Regions from separate parts of the Xenopus laevis genome. Here region 1 is linked to region 2. A link is a contact called in public Hi-C data. All regions are on one chromosome and are shown on one strand. The core of a region is the stretch at or near the end of the contact, and the rest is flanking DNA. Distances in the headings are between cores, read along the strand shown. Region 1 holds the start of mex3b.L (RNA-binding protein MEX3B-like). Region 2 has its middle 31 kb from the start of efl1.L.

Region 1 (6,516 bases), core at 2,998-5,497, 230 kb after region 2:
TTTTAAATGTGGTCCCTTGCACAAAGGGCCTCCTTCCATGGTATAACCCGCATCTAATGCTCCCCATCAGCTGTTCCCCGACCTCGCCCCATACCTGGGCTGAGAAAGCAGAGTAGCACATCAGGGTTGGCAGCCACCAAGGTTGGCCACATCACATCCAGTATGCAGAATCCCTGGTGTTGATCACTGACAAGAAGCACTGCACCTTGTTAATTAACAACCAACTAGCTTGTACTTGATGGCATCTAAGCTGGCAGCAATACAAGTGTACAGTTTTTGTTTGTTTTAATCCATATACTTTTATTACATTTATTGAAATTAAAAAAAAAAAAAAATATATATATATATACTGTATATAATTTAACCATAATTAATTTGAGGAAACATTAATAAGTTTGTAATAATTGTGTTATTAACACACTTTATTGATAATTCAAATAAAATGTTTATTGGTGTTGTCATTTGCTATGGATTAGAAAATAAAACCAAACAAACCCTACAAGATTTATGTCAGAAACTCATAACATAGCATTTTTATAAAGGGCATCACAAGGGATTAAAAAAGTTACCCAAAAAGTTATTATAAAAATTAAAAAATAACTGCAGAGATTTGGTGCACCATCAGGCTGTGGACACAATAAACTTTCTTCACTTTGAACTAATTGCCTGGTGGAAGTTTGCCTTCATTGATTGCCTGCTCCAAAAGGTTTTCCGGTGTGCACCCTATCTTGTCCAAATTCAACCCGAGACCGATGCGGCCCGTTGTGTTGCTCAAATTTATATCCCTTCACCTGACCCATCATTGATGTCACTGGAGGGGTTGGAACAGGGCGAGTGTGAGTAATAAGTAAACACTGCAATGTCATTAGTGGGGCTGAACAATGTGAAAAGATTAGAGACAGGCTGGGCTGGAGCTGAATAGGGCCGCCTATCTAGCTCTGGGGTAAATTGGTCAGCCCAAACATGCCTGACTTTTGGGTCCTGTGGGTTTTGGCCTGATCCGCATATCACTACTGTAGAACAGAGTTGGGCTGGCACAAGACTGGAGCTCAGTCAAAGGATTGCTGCAAAAATGATTCATTATTTACATATGCAAAAAAACCTTTCACTTTTTGTGCTTTTCCGGGGCACTTAATTATAAGCTACTCTAGGTAACCAGGTCAGGGGAACAAAAAAGGGTGAGTCAAAACATGTATGTGAGTCGACGTGTCTGAGATGTCTGCCCATGTGCAGATAAGGGTGGCTGTAACTAGCGGGTGACTAGCAGACACCAGGGGGTAGATTTATCATTCATTTCTATGGTATTTTCAAAGGCGTATTTATGAAAGGGAGATAGTGAAAGTTCACCATCTGATAAATACGCCTTTAAAAACCCCATAGAAATGAATGGAGAGAAGCGGTATTTCACTCTGCGGACTGTGGAGATCTCTAATTTCACTCTTTGATAAATCTACCCCCAAAAGTTTAAAAGTTGGTTTTATATTTAAGGTATTTGAAAGGGTAGTTTCATATTTAGGATATTTCAATTTTCGTGAAAGAGTTTGTATACAAAATGCTTGTCAAAATACACAATCAGTAACACAATGTGGGGGGAATTTACTAAAACTTTTTTTTTTATTATTATTAAAACAAAGTTGACCTAACTCCCATCCACAAATTTAAGTCATTCATCAAATAATAAGCTTGAAAAAGTTGGCTCACGAAATATCTTGATAGAATCAAACGAAAATTGAAATAGTATGATTAGAAGTCTGAATGGCTCAATTTTTTCCCAGTTGCCATACGAAACCCCCGAATTTTTCGGATTATCACACGAAACCCAGTACAAATCACAACCTCTTCAAATTGTAAAAGGCACAAGACATCTGCAATTGACTTTTTACATGACTTTGACAGGTTTTTTTTTAGATTTTTTAGCAGCTTTTGGCTATAATGCTAGAAATGCTAGTTTTCCCCTTTAAAAACTCTACCAGAAAAAAAAAACGAGGTTTAATAAATAGGCCTCAAAGTCCCTTTGCCTGTAAGTCATTCCCACACTGTTATCACAGTGAATATATTTTTCCATTACAGAAGTGGATATTTGCTAGTGGCCTGAGCACTGCTAATGTACTGTACATGTGTTGCCAGAGCCACTGGGGGAAACAGTGCTTTCAGACTCAAAATGCACAATTCTGCACTGGGAATGAACTTATTTAAGCACAAGCAATAACATTGGGGCTGTAGGATTTACAAGCAGAAGGACATTTAGCATTAGAATACTGTATGTATTGTATATAATAAATTATTGGCAGGTGCTTGGCCGTGCTCTTTGTTTGGGGATTCAGAGACGGTCCCTTAACTGCGCCAGCTCCACCTGAACTCTTGTGGTTTATGACATCACACAGTAATGTTCTGGCTGTGAAACCTCATTTGATGGTGTTGGGAAGCCATCTGTTTAGCCTTAACAATAATAAATGCTCCTGGCTCATCAGCTAACAGGTTACCACATGTTGTTTTAACTACGGAAATCAAATGAACAGCATATTTCTAAAAGTAGTGGGGACGGTGAGTGTATGGCCCCTCCAGTTGTTGCTGACTTGCAACTTGTTATTGGGAAGGCTGAGAGTGGCGGGAGTTGGTTGTGCTGCAGACATAACGGTGTCTATTGTTGTCTGCCACACACTGGTGATACGCACACAAAGCAATAGCAAGTGCATCACCTCCACTATCAAGTGCTGCTCCACCTGCAACCTTCACATTGGCTCAAGCAGCTCACAGCACAACATGTCTCCTTCAGGGGCATCACATCTACTCAGATTACTGAGGCCAATTTCAATTTTTTAACATTTTAGCTGTGTGTCAGGGCCTTCTAGTACTGGGGAAAAACCAAGGTAAAATGATTTGTATCAGTATAAAGTAGTGTGGGATTATGACAAGGCACAGTAATAAACAAAGGACATGAGATGAGTAGAGACAAAGTCCTTTGTTTGCCATGATTGTAGCCTTGCAGCAATTAACAGGGGGCAACAGGTCACCAGGCAACCCTTCATTCTCCTGCCCGTGATCTAAACATCCGGAGGAAATGGCGAGTCCCTGTAATAAACACCCAAAGAGTGGACAAGTACCTGCAAAATGGTGCATCTATTTGCATAGCAGACTGGCAACAAAAACATTCATTCATATTCAGGGGGAACGTGTTCTATGGACAGGGTGTGGCGGGACTGACTCTGAGAGAATCGGGGCAGCGGGAATGCAAGAGTCTCCTTTCTGCTCATATAATACCGAGGGCTGCAGAACAAAGAGCGCCTCACTGGGATCCTCACATGTCTGGGCATATCCCCCTCGTTATGGAAGGGTCCAACATGGAGCCCATTGCCCTCACTTTACACGATTGCCTGCGCCCAGAGACCCCACTGTAGTGATAATAATAATAAAGTGGCAGAGGCGGGAAACCGCGCCAGTAAATAAGTAAAGCGTCGTGTGTGGAACTTTAGACACCGGTAACAATGGAACCAAAGTTTATTGAATCACTGATAATAAAATCAATTCCTCTTGGGGCCGGTGCGTTGTGCTCCAGAAACTAGAATTCCTGTTCTTGAGGTGAATATTTGGGAGAAAACGAATTGCTGAGTCTCCTTTGTTTAGTAACAGAGCTCGGTGTTCCTAAGGTGGGGATGCTGGGAATTGTAGTTTCCTGTAGCTCAATAAAGCCTGACGAATAGCTCGGGTTGTTGTTATTGTTATGAGGGATCCATGTTTAGTGTTTTCTATGTATATATAGAAGGTAACTTTTCAGTGACACGCATGGAGGAGCATGGGAAAACACAGCCCAGCGCTAATTCCAGCATTACACAAGGGGACATCTACACAACTACACTTCCCAGCATCCTGCCTGTAGTTTTACAACGGGCAGGCGAGGAGAAAGTAGCCTGGTTCTAGTTTGCCTATATGTCACTCATGTGCCTGTATAACTGCAGCAGTTGCAAGAGAGCGACTTCACTAGTCATTGCGGCTTGTTGTTGTGAGTCGGCGGCACGCACTTTTTGCTGTGTTTACGTTTATGCAGCGCAGATGGCTGAGAGCACGCGAGCCCTCAGCAGACAAAGAGAAGCGCATGCTTAAGGTGTGCGGCTCCGCAAGCAGCTGAGAAAGTACTTGGGCTCGGCGGCCAATAGGAATGTCAGATTGGGGCCGGCACATTCCATCATTTGACAGGGATTTGAGGTGCCCGCTCCCATAAAGGGACACAAGGTTGGGGACAAAGAACACCCCCTCAGCATCAGACCACGCTCCGCTAGATCAAGTTTCTATTGTTCTGCATGAGACAACAAAGAAAGGAAGATTTTTGTATTCCTTTCCCTACTGACGGGGAGGGAAGAGGGGCGTTCCAGACGTTGTAACTCCGCCCATTTAATGCCGTTTGGCCAATAGAGGCAACAGAGCTCAGTGTCAGTCCCTTTGTACTGTCAAGCCTTGCTCGTGACGTCACGGCCCTCTTATTCCCTCCTCTAGTGCCGTCTGGCTGCAGTGGCTCAGACAGGAGGGGAGGAAAACGCTGAGTGAGCCGGGGAGGGGCTCCTTAAAGAAACGCTGCCACCTCTGGCATTTTTTGGCCATAAAGGAGTCGGGAAGCTGCGCCTTCATCCCGGGGAGAGCCCATTTTCGATTGCGCTGAACTCTCACCAGCACCATCCAATACTCAGGGGTAGCGGAAGGAACACGAGCTTCTAATCATTGCCGATTCCTCCCCTGTTTCTCTCCTTAGTGCCGGCCGCCTCGCTTTCTCTTTGTGTCTGTTCGTAGCACTGAGGTGAGCGGAGGTGGGGGGAGAAGGCAGCCTGACCATGCCCAGCTCGCTCTTTGCAGACATGGAGAGGAATGGGAGCGGAGGAGGAGGCGAGACCCTGGATGACCAGCGGGCCCTTCAGATTGCCCTCGACCAGCTCTCGCTGCTGGGATTGGACAATGACGAGAGCGCCATGTACGACAACGAGCCGCGGAAGAAAAGCATCAACATGACGGAATGTGTGCCGGTTCCCAGCTCGGAGCATGTGGCGGAGATCGTTGGCAGACAAGGTGAGCAGCTGCGGGGGAATGCTGGGGCTCGGGGTCCTGGGGAGACAAAGGAACGAGCACCTTGGCCGCTCCGAACTACAACTCTCAGCATCCCTGGGACAGCTCTAGGAAAGGGGACTGAGGCTTGTGTTTCCGCAGCATCTGGACTGCCCATTCCTTTGTCTCTTCCTTAAAACTTAGCTGTCTTGTCCTTCCAGCGTGACTGCTGGATCAATGGAGCCTCAATGGCATTACTGCTACTGTGTCTTTAGTGTTGCTCTAATGTTGCCTTTCAGTGTGTCACTGAGTGATGTACCTGCTGCTGTTGTCCCCATTGTGTGTCTGTATGTATGTGTGTGTGTGTGTATGTGTGTGTCTGTATATGTATGTATGTGTGTCTTTATGTGTTTGTGTGTGTGCGTGTATGTGTGTCTGTATATATGTGTGTGTGTGTGTGTGCCAGTGAGTGATGTACTTGCTGCTGTTGTCCCCAGTGCTATTGTGTGTGTGTGTGCCAGTGGCTAATGCCCATGTGGATGGTACTATTGTTGGCCATGCAGAGTGTGAATGAATGGTGTGGCCCTTCTTATGCCTGTACTCCAGCAACACTAACCACTGCTCCATTGTGTCTCCCCCTCCCTCTCTCCCAGGCTGCAAGATCAAAGCTCTGCGGGCCAAGACCAACACGTACATCAAGACCCCGGTGCGCGGGGAGGAGCCAGTCTTTGTTGTGACTGGGAGGAAGGAAGATGTGGCCATGGCCCGGAGAGAGATCATCTCAGCCGCCGAGCACTTTTCCATGATCCGAGCCTCTCGCAACAAGAATGCGGCGGCGTTGAATGGGGGCTCGGTGCCCGCCCCTCCCAATCTCCCTGGGCAGACCACCATCCAAGTGCGGGTTCCTTACCGAGTGGTGGGGCTGGTGGTGGGACCTAAAGGTGCTACCATTAAGCGGATCCAGCAGCAGACCCACACATACATAGTCACTCCGAGCAGGGACAAGGAGCCTGTGTTCGAGGTGACCGGAATGCCGGAGAACGTGGACCGAGCCCGAGAGGAGATTGAGGCTCATATCGCTGTGCGCACGGGCGGACTCATTGAGGTGACGGATGAGAATGATTTTCATGCCAATGGCACTGATGTGGGCTTTGATTTGCATGGCACTGGCAGCCTGTGGAGCAAACCAAACCCGGGCATGAGCCAAAGCTCGGCCAGTCGCAAGGCTTTCTCTAACTATCGCAACGACAGCTCCAGCTCCCTGGGCAGTGCCTCCACAGACTCTTACTTTGGGGGCACTAGGCTGGCCGACTACAGCCCACCCAGCCCTGCACTCAGCTACACTAACAATAACAATAATAACGGCAATGGATATGTGTACAGCACCGGCAGCGAATCCATCTCCCCCGACTGCACTGACCTGGCCTTTGAGTCCGGATTTGACCCTGCCCCTGCCCCGCCGCCTTCTGCTATTATCTGGTCCCA
Region 2 (6,860 bases), core at 800-3,299:
CCGCCAGCTAAAATGTAAATCGCCGGCGGGATGGCATTTTAGCCAGCAAGAAGGCAGGGGTGGCAGTTTGCGGAGATTAGTTGCCCCGAAGACGAGGCGATTTATCGACGGGTGACTAATCTCCCTGAATCTGCCTGTGCCTTATACTTTTACTTGGCCTTTGTCTTTCTCTTTTCTGTATCTTGGTCTCACAGTGTTGGTTTAATTTACTTCTGACTTGTTTGACTTTTCTTTTTATTGAATTGTTTAATTTGTTACTTTCACTATTCTTTTATTTTTTCTCGACCACATTACATACAATCTCGAATATTTTGCTAAATGCAACCTGGCACTAGCCTTTTTTTGTTGCTAAGAGTTCAACGCAGTTATGACTTATTTGCACATTTTGCTAATACATTTTTGAGCATTTCACAAGATATCTCAGGGTTGCTGGTCATTTCTTCGTCTAGTGTGTGTGTGTGTGTGTGTGTGTGTGTGTGTGTGTGTTTTTTTTTTTCTTCGTCTTCTTCTTTGAAGTGTCCTTTTGTTAGTTTAATTAAACAACACAATCTTTCGTATCTTTCTGTAATTTGGATCTTCATACCTTATGTCTGCTAGAAAATCATGTAATTGTTAGCTATGATGGATACTTCTGGGATGTTACTGGTGTTAGTTGATGGAAAGAGAACCATTTCAGTTTTAGAGAGGTTTAATTTAAGGTAGCGTTGCGACATCCAGGTAGAGATAGAGGACAGGCAGGAGGAGACGCGAGTTAGGAGTTCTGGATTGAGATCAGAAGATGAGAGATAAATCTGAGTATCGTCAGCATAGAGGTGGTAGTGGAAACCATACGAGTTGATTCATTTGCCGAGGGAGGAAGTATAGAGGGAGAATAGTAATGGTCCCAGGACAGAACCTTGAGGAACCCCAACTGAAAAAGGTAGGGGAGAAGATGCTACTCTGTTGTAGGAGACACTGAAGGAACGATTGGTGATGTAAGAAGAGAATCAGGACAGGGCCATGTCACGAAGGCCAAGTGAATGGAGGGACTGGAGGAGGAGAGGGTGATCTACAGTGTCAAATGCAGCTGAGAGATCAAGCAGTGAGAAATGATTGTTGGCTTTAGCAGTTAAAAGGTCATTAGTTAGTCGAGTCAGGGCAGTTTCAGTGGAGTGTTGTTGGCTTAAAACCAGATTGTAGGGGGTCCAGCAGATTATTGTCAGAGAGGAATAAGGTTAGTCGGTTGTAGACTAGGCGTTCAAGTAGATGATGAAAGGTAGCAGAGAGATAGGTCGGAGGTTGTCAAGATTGGAGGGATCAAGAGAGGGTTTTTTCAGAATGGGGGGGGGGACAAGAGCATGTTTTAGTTGAGAAGGAAATCGTCCAGTTGAGCGCGAAACATTAAATAGGAGTTAAGGCTTTGATTAGACAAGGATTGGTATTGCGGAGAAGTTTTGAGGGAATTGGATCAAGCGGGCAGGTGGTAATGTGAGAAGAGGCCAAAAGCTGTGAGACTTCCTTGTCAGTGACTGGGGTGAAGGAGCACAGGAGAGACTGGGGAGTGGTGTAATGTCCCTTCTGATAGTGTCAATTTTGTTTTTGAAGTGCTCAGCAATATCTTGAGCAGAGACAGATGTGCATGGAGGGGGTGGAGAAGGGGAAAGGAGAGTGTTAACGGTGGAGAAAAGTTGTGCTGGTTTTTTAGAAAGGCAGTTAATGAGTGAAGTAAAGTATGTTTGTTTGGCTTGGAAGAGGCTGGTGTTATCCCCTGTCTGCTAAAACACATTTGAAAGTAATATTAAGACTTCTGCCCTAGTTTTGCAGTAACCGCTTATCATATGTATGCAAAAAAAAAAAAAAAATCAACCACACACTTGCATAGGGAATTTAGGGAATGGTTGTCCCTTTTAGTTTTCGTCCTTCGTTAAACATTGACTTTTAAATTGCCTGCTGTACCAGAGGGTTCTCACTAGATGGCACTATACTTTCACTCTTAGTCAGTATTCAGAGTGTTTCTTTTAATGCCAGTCTCAGAAAACAGCATGACATCATGGATTAGCAGTAGGATAATTATCTACTACTGAGCACTGCTTTGTGTTGACTTCTAGAATGTAGCTCTACTGACAGCCTGTAAGTAATAGATATATTGACTTCCATCCGCCTGACCCTATTGTTAGGACAGCAAAAGACCACTCTAACAGCAGAATGGTTAATTAATTGAAAATAATTAACCTTAATTGGTGGAATTTTGTGTTTTTAATAGGTTCATACCATGAATATCTGTGTTTTAAACTGTAATTGTAATTAAGCTGTAATTGAATGAATATTTCTTTCCAGCTAACCAGGAGCTACACTGGAAGCTTTTTCCAACTGGCTATTATTACTATTGAGGCATGCAGCATTTCTGTTAGCTACTCTACAAATGTCTCAAAGTTCTGTAGTCTGCCCGAGAGGTGGAAATGTGATGTTAATAACTAGGATTTGCATCCAATTCTGTGCTGGTATTGCATGGCATGGCGAGAAGCAGTACTGGCAGCAGCACTCTCCATTCATAATCACTTCATCCACTCTTAGAGGTGGTCCGTGGACATGTAGCTTAAAGAGAACATAATTATAGAAATGCACATTTAATGGGAGTAGCTGAGCTGCTAAGTGTATATATCAAATACAAACACAGTTTGTTATAAAAATTATAAGAGATCCCTTGTTATACTGTGAACCTGAAGTTCCTCCTGTTGGCAATATCAAAGCTTATTAAATACATTGTGGTTTTTATTCATACACATCTGATACCTGCTTTAGTAGAAATCATCCCCTTTTGGGCTTTGGTTTCTCATGTCACATTATAACAAGATCAGAATGTTTAATAAATCATATTAATGTGACTAACCGGCTTACTGGGAGGAATACTGATTTCAATTGTCGAGAATAGGTGACCTGTTTTTGTCATGATTTTTTGTTCAGTTTTACCATTGCAGAAGCCAGGTAAAACATAATTGCTTTGTGTTGCTTGCAGCTCTGATCATAGTGGATGCTGACTTGTGATGTAGTACATGTATAGAATCTATCTGGAATGCTTGGGACCTGGGGTATTCCGGATAAAGTGCCTTTCCATAATTTGGAAAGCCAATCAGATTTTTGTTTTGCCAATATGTATTCATGCAGTTTAGTTGCAATCAAGTACAAGGTGCTGTTTTATTATTACATATTAAAAGGAAATCTTAAAAAACTGAAAAAAGGAGAATTCAACCCTTAACTAAAAAAACCCTATCCCCTACCCTACCTAGACCCCCCTCCCTCCTCCTCCCCAAGCCTAGAGGCGAACCCGGGTAATTGCCCCTAACTTTTTACTTACCCCTCAGTGCAGATTCAATGATCACAGTTCACGGCAGCCGTGTTCCGGGTCTTTGTGTCGTCTTCCGGCGCTTCAGCAATTTCCGTCTATTTCGGGGCATGCACAGTTGTCGCAAACCGGGAAATTGCTCCAACTGCATGTGCACCACTTTGCTGGTCTCAGTCTCAGATTACCGAAGACCTGGAAGATGGCTGCCATGAACTGAGATCCCTGAATTTGCACAGAGGGGCAAGTAAAAGGTTAGTGGCATTTCCGAGAGCTAGGCGCGGGAGGAGGGAGGGGGGTCTATGTAGGTTAGGGGGGGTATGTTTTTTGTAGTTGAATTCTTCTTTAAATCGACCTTCCCATAATTTGGAGCCTTTTAAATACCAGGTTTCCAGGTAAGAGATCCCTTACCTGTACATAGGGTTGCTACCTTTTTAGAATAATTTTATCAACAGGGATGGTCCACAAGGGGTATGCCATGACATCAATGGGTGGAGCTATGATGTCAGGGGTTGGAGTCATGACATCCAGAGGGTAGAGTCCTGACATGAAAAATAGATCAGCTGCAGATTTACTATAGGAGTAAGGGAGGGGCGAACTGGGTGGGTTAGAGGTGGGCCAGGGGCATACTAAGTTGTTATTACAAATTTACCAACATGTATATAGCTAATATATTTTATAGAATTGATTGGTTGCTATTGGTTACTGCACCTGTGCAAACTTGGTGCCTTTTATTGCTTAACCCCCTAAGTTGTTATTACAAATTTACCAACATGTATATAGCTAATATATTTTATAGAATTGATTGGTTGCTATTGGTTACTGCACCTGTGCAAACTTGGTGCCTTTTATTGCTTAACCCCCTAAAGAATTAACCTTTTGAAGAGGCTCTAAAGTAACTTGTCTGTAGATCAGGCTAGGTAACTTCCATTGTAAAAAGAGCAGAGATTGGTAAGTCAGTCTATTTGATTAGGAACCAAAACAGCCGACAGCCAACAGACATTGATAATTGAGGAGCCAGCACAGGCTGGGCAACCTCAATCATTTAGAGTTTTGTTTTCAGTTTTGCCTCTTGAACAATGCTTGGACCTTTCCAACCCTTGATGTCTGGCTGCAGGTATTGGGTTCCAATCCTTCATAGTAAATTAATATGGCTAATCTAAAGATATTGATGTGTACATTTATCTAGTTATTTTTGCTAGACAAATATATATGTAAAATAAAATAGCATGGTTTGTGTACATTTACTTTTAGACATTAAGTTAATGCCTTCTGTTATGGGAAAGCCCAAATCAGTATTCAGCAAACTGTACTAGAAGAACAACTAAAATAAAGCAAGTCAGGTGAGGAAATGGATGTGCTGGCTGACCTGCCAAAATTACACATATAATACACAGTTTCTAGTAGGGAAGCTTTCAATTTAACTTCAGTAGGTTAGCTAGGGCTAATGGGACAAATTCCTTGCAAGCGCAAATGTTAAAGATTTTTTTTCACTATTACTTACTGATATAGAGCTATTGGTGGTGTTCTACGAAATCTTTATAAGGTTTGTACTTATTCAGATCTTCAGATAACATTTCCTTTCTTACATTATTTCTTTGTAAACGCAAAACATACTCACATTTCTGCACTTACTCGCTCCATCTCCGAGACTAAATTGTTCTCATTTATATTCCATTATCTCCTGTAAACCACTTGAATTTAAAGACAAGTCTGCTATCATTTAATATGTGGAAAGCCAAGTGTTTATAAAGATAACATTTATTGTTGCCTATAGTTTAAGGTGAAGGGGAGAGGGAACGAAAATCCAACGCTCATCTATAAGCCATTTCCTCTGAAAAAAAAATTGGTTTGGGCTTTACAATTACACAGGACTCACTGCCATTGTGATAGCTCTAGAAATAAGGGGCATTTAAGTAAGTGCGGCAATTTCCCATCCGTTTGGAGCACTAGATGGCTATTGGGGATTGGAAATGAGGCGTGAAGACTTTTTGTTTTTTGACCTTTTTATGTCACCATCAACCAACTAAATGTTTCTATTTGTGCCATGCTATTTTGTATTGTAACAGTTAAAACACTAGCATGTTGTTATCTACAGTTGCCTTACTCACAAACATCCTTACAGAACCTCAATATTCAAAAATAAATAAATAAATGCTTAAAAATGTCAGTGTGACTTTGATTAATATGTAAAATTTCAGCATTGATGATAGCTGAAGGGGTTTTCCTTGACTTATCTCGTTATACGAATCCCTTTTGAGATGATACACTTGTTAGCTATTCCTCTTGAATTGAGGTTTAATTTTTAATTTCAGGTTTTTTTTTAGAAAGTCACTGACACATTATAAACTTTGGTACTATGTAAAATCTGTAGTCATGCAATATACATGGGCCTGAAATGGTTCATAAGTATACTTTTTTTTTTTTTTTTTTTACTTTTAAACAAACTTGATTCCAAAGATTGAAAGGAAAACCATGATACCATGGTCTACACTAGCTGGGACATGTTTTCCTCCTCCTCATGTTATGTTCACGGTGTTATACATCCCCTCCCGCGCCTTTTTCTATTGTGAAGTGATGGATTCTGGGACTAGAAGTCCCTTTGCTTTCTATAGTGTGCACAGATGCTCTAGAAAGCAGAGGAACTTCAAGTTGTATTACACTGTGAGCCTAAGGTGAGTAGGGAACAAACAGACTATTATGGTTTTCTATCAATCTGTGGAATCCATTATGTCTGTCTAAATAAAAGTTCATACAGGAAGTGTGTTTATGCACCTTTTACATAAACTAAAATAATGAGCTCATGTCAGAAAGACTTTGGAAAGGGTTTTTTTTTTATAGTGAGAGCTGTGAAGATGTGGAATTCTCTCAGTGGTACAGAGTGATACATTAGATAGCTTTAAGAAGGGGTTGGATGGCTGTTTAGCAAGTGAGGGAATACAGGGATATGGAAGATAGCTCATAATACAAGTTGATCCAGGGATTAGTCCGGTTGCCATCTTGGAGTCAGGAAGGAATTTTTCCCCCTCTGAGGCAAATTGGAGAGGTTTCAAATGTTTGTTTTTTTTTGCCTTCCTCTGCATCAACTAGCAGTTAGGCAAGTTATATATAAACATGAAAGATTGAACTTGACGGACTTGTGTCTTCTGTATATTAATGTAGTATCATCAGTATTTGTAGACTGAAACTTTCTTCACTATTGATGTTTAACGTTTAGTCAATAGATAAAGTTCTGATGCAACATTGGCAGGTAATGCAAATAATATCAGTTTTATCAGGTTTTAAATCTGGCTAGTGAATATTCCCCAAACCAACACAAGCAGGTAATGGATAGTCCACAAGGCTGAACAATAAGGATTTTCTCTGCGCTTTGTATTTTTTTTTTTTTTTAAAGCATAATTTTATGATCCATGATCCATTTATTTATCCATCCAAATCATCCTTTTCTCTCTAGGTAATTGTATAGTAATGAACTTCAATATAATATAAGAAATCCAATTTGATAGACAAGAGCACTGGCATGCACTTTCTTCCTGACACA

The links. Hi-C and Micro-C count contacts between places; a contact is called where the count stands out from the background.
Region 1: a contact with region 2 is called in a Hi-C map of the XL177 cell line, with 2.3 times the contacts expected there. A contact is called at or near these places in 2 of 4 Hi-C or Micro-C datasets (the XL177 cell line and the XTC cell line).

Annotation. Positions count from the first base shown.
Region 1 is chr3L:111,850,449-111,856,964 of Xenopus_laevis_v10.1, forward strand. It overlaps mex3b.L (RNA-binding protein MEX3B-like), which reads left to right and starts at 4,248. Exons shown (of 2, transcript XM_018253143.2): 1 at 4,248-5,055; 2 at 5,685-6,516. The coding sequence starts at 4,824.
Region 2 is chr3L:111,623,487-111,630,346 of Xenopus_laevis_v10.1, forward strand. No RefSeq gene overlaps it. Among protein-coding and RNA genes, the nearest start is that of efl1.L, 31 kb to the left of the region's middle.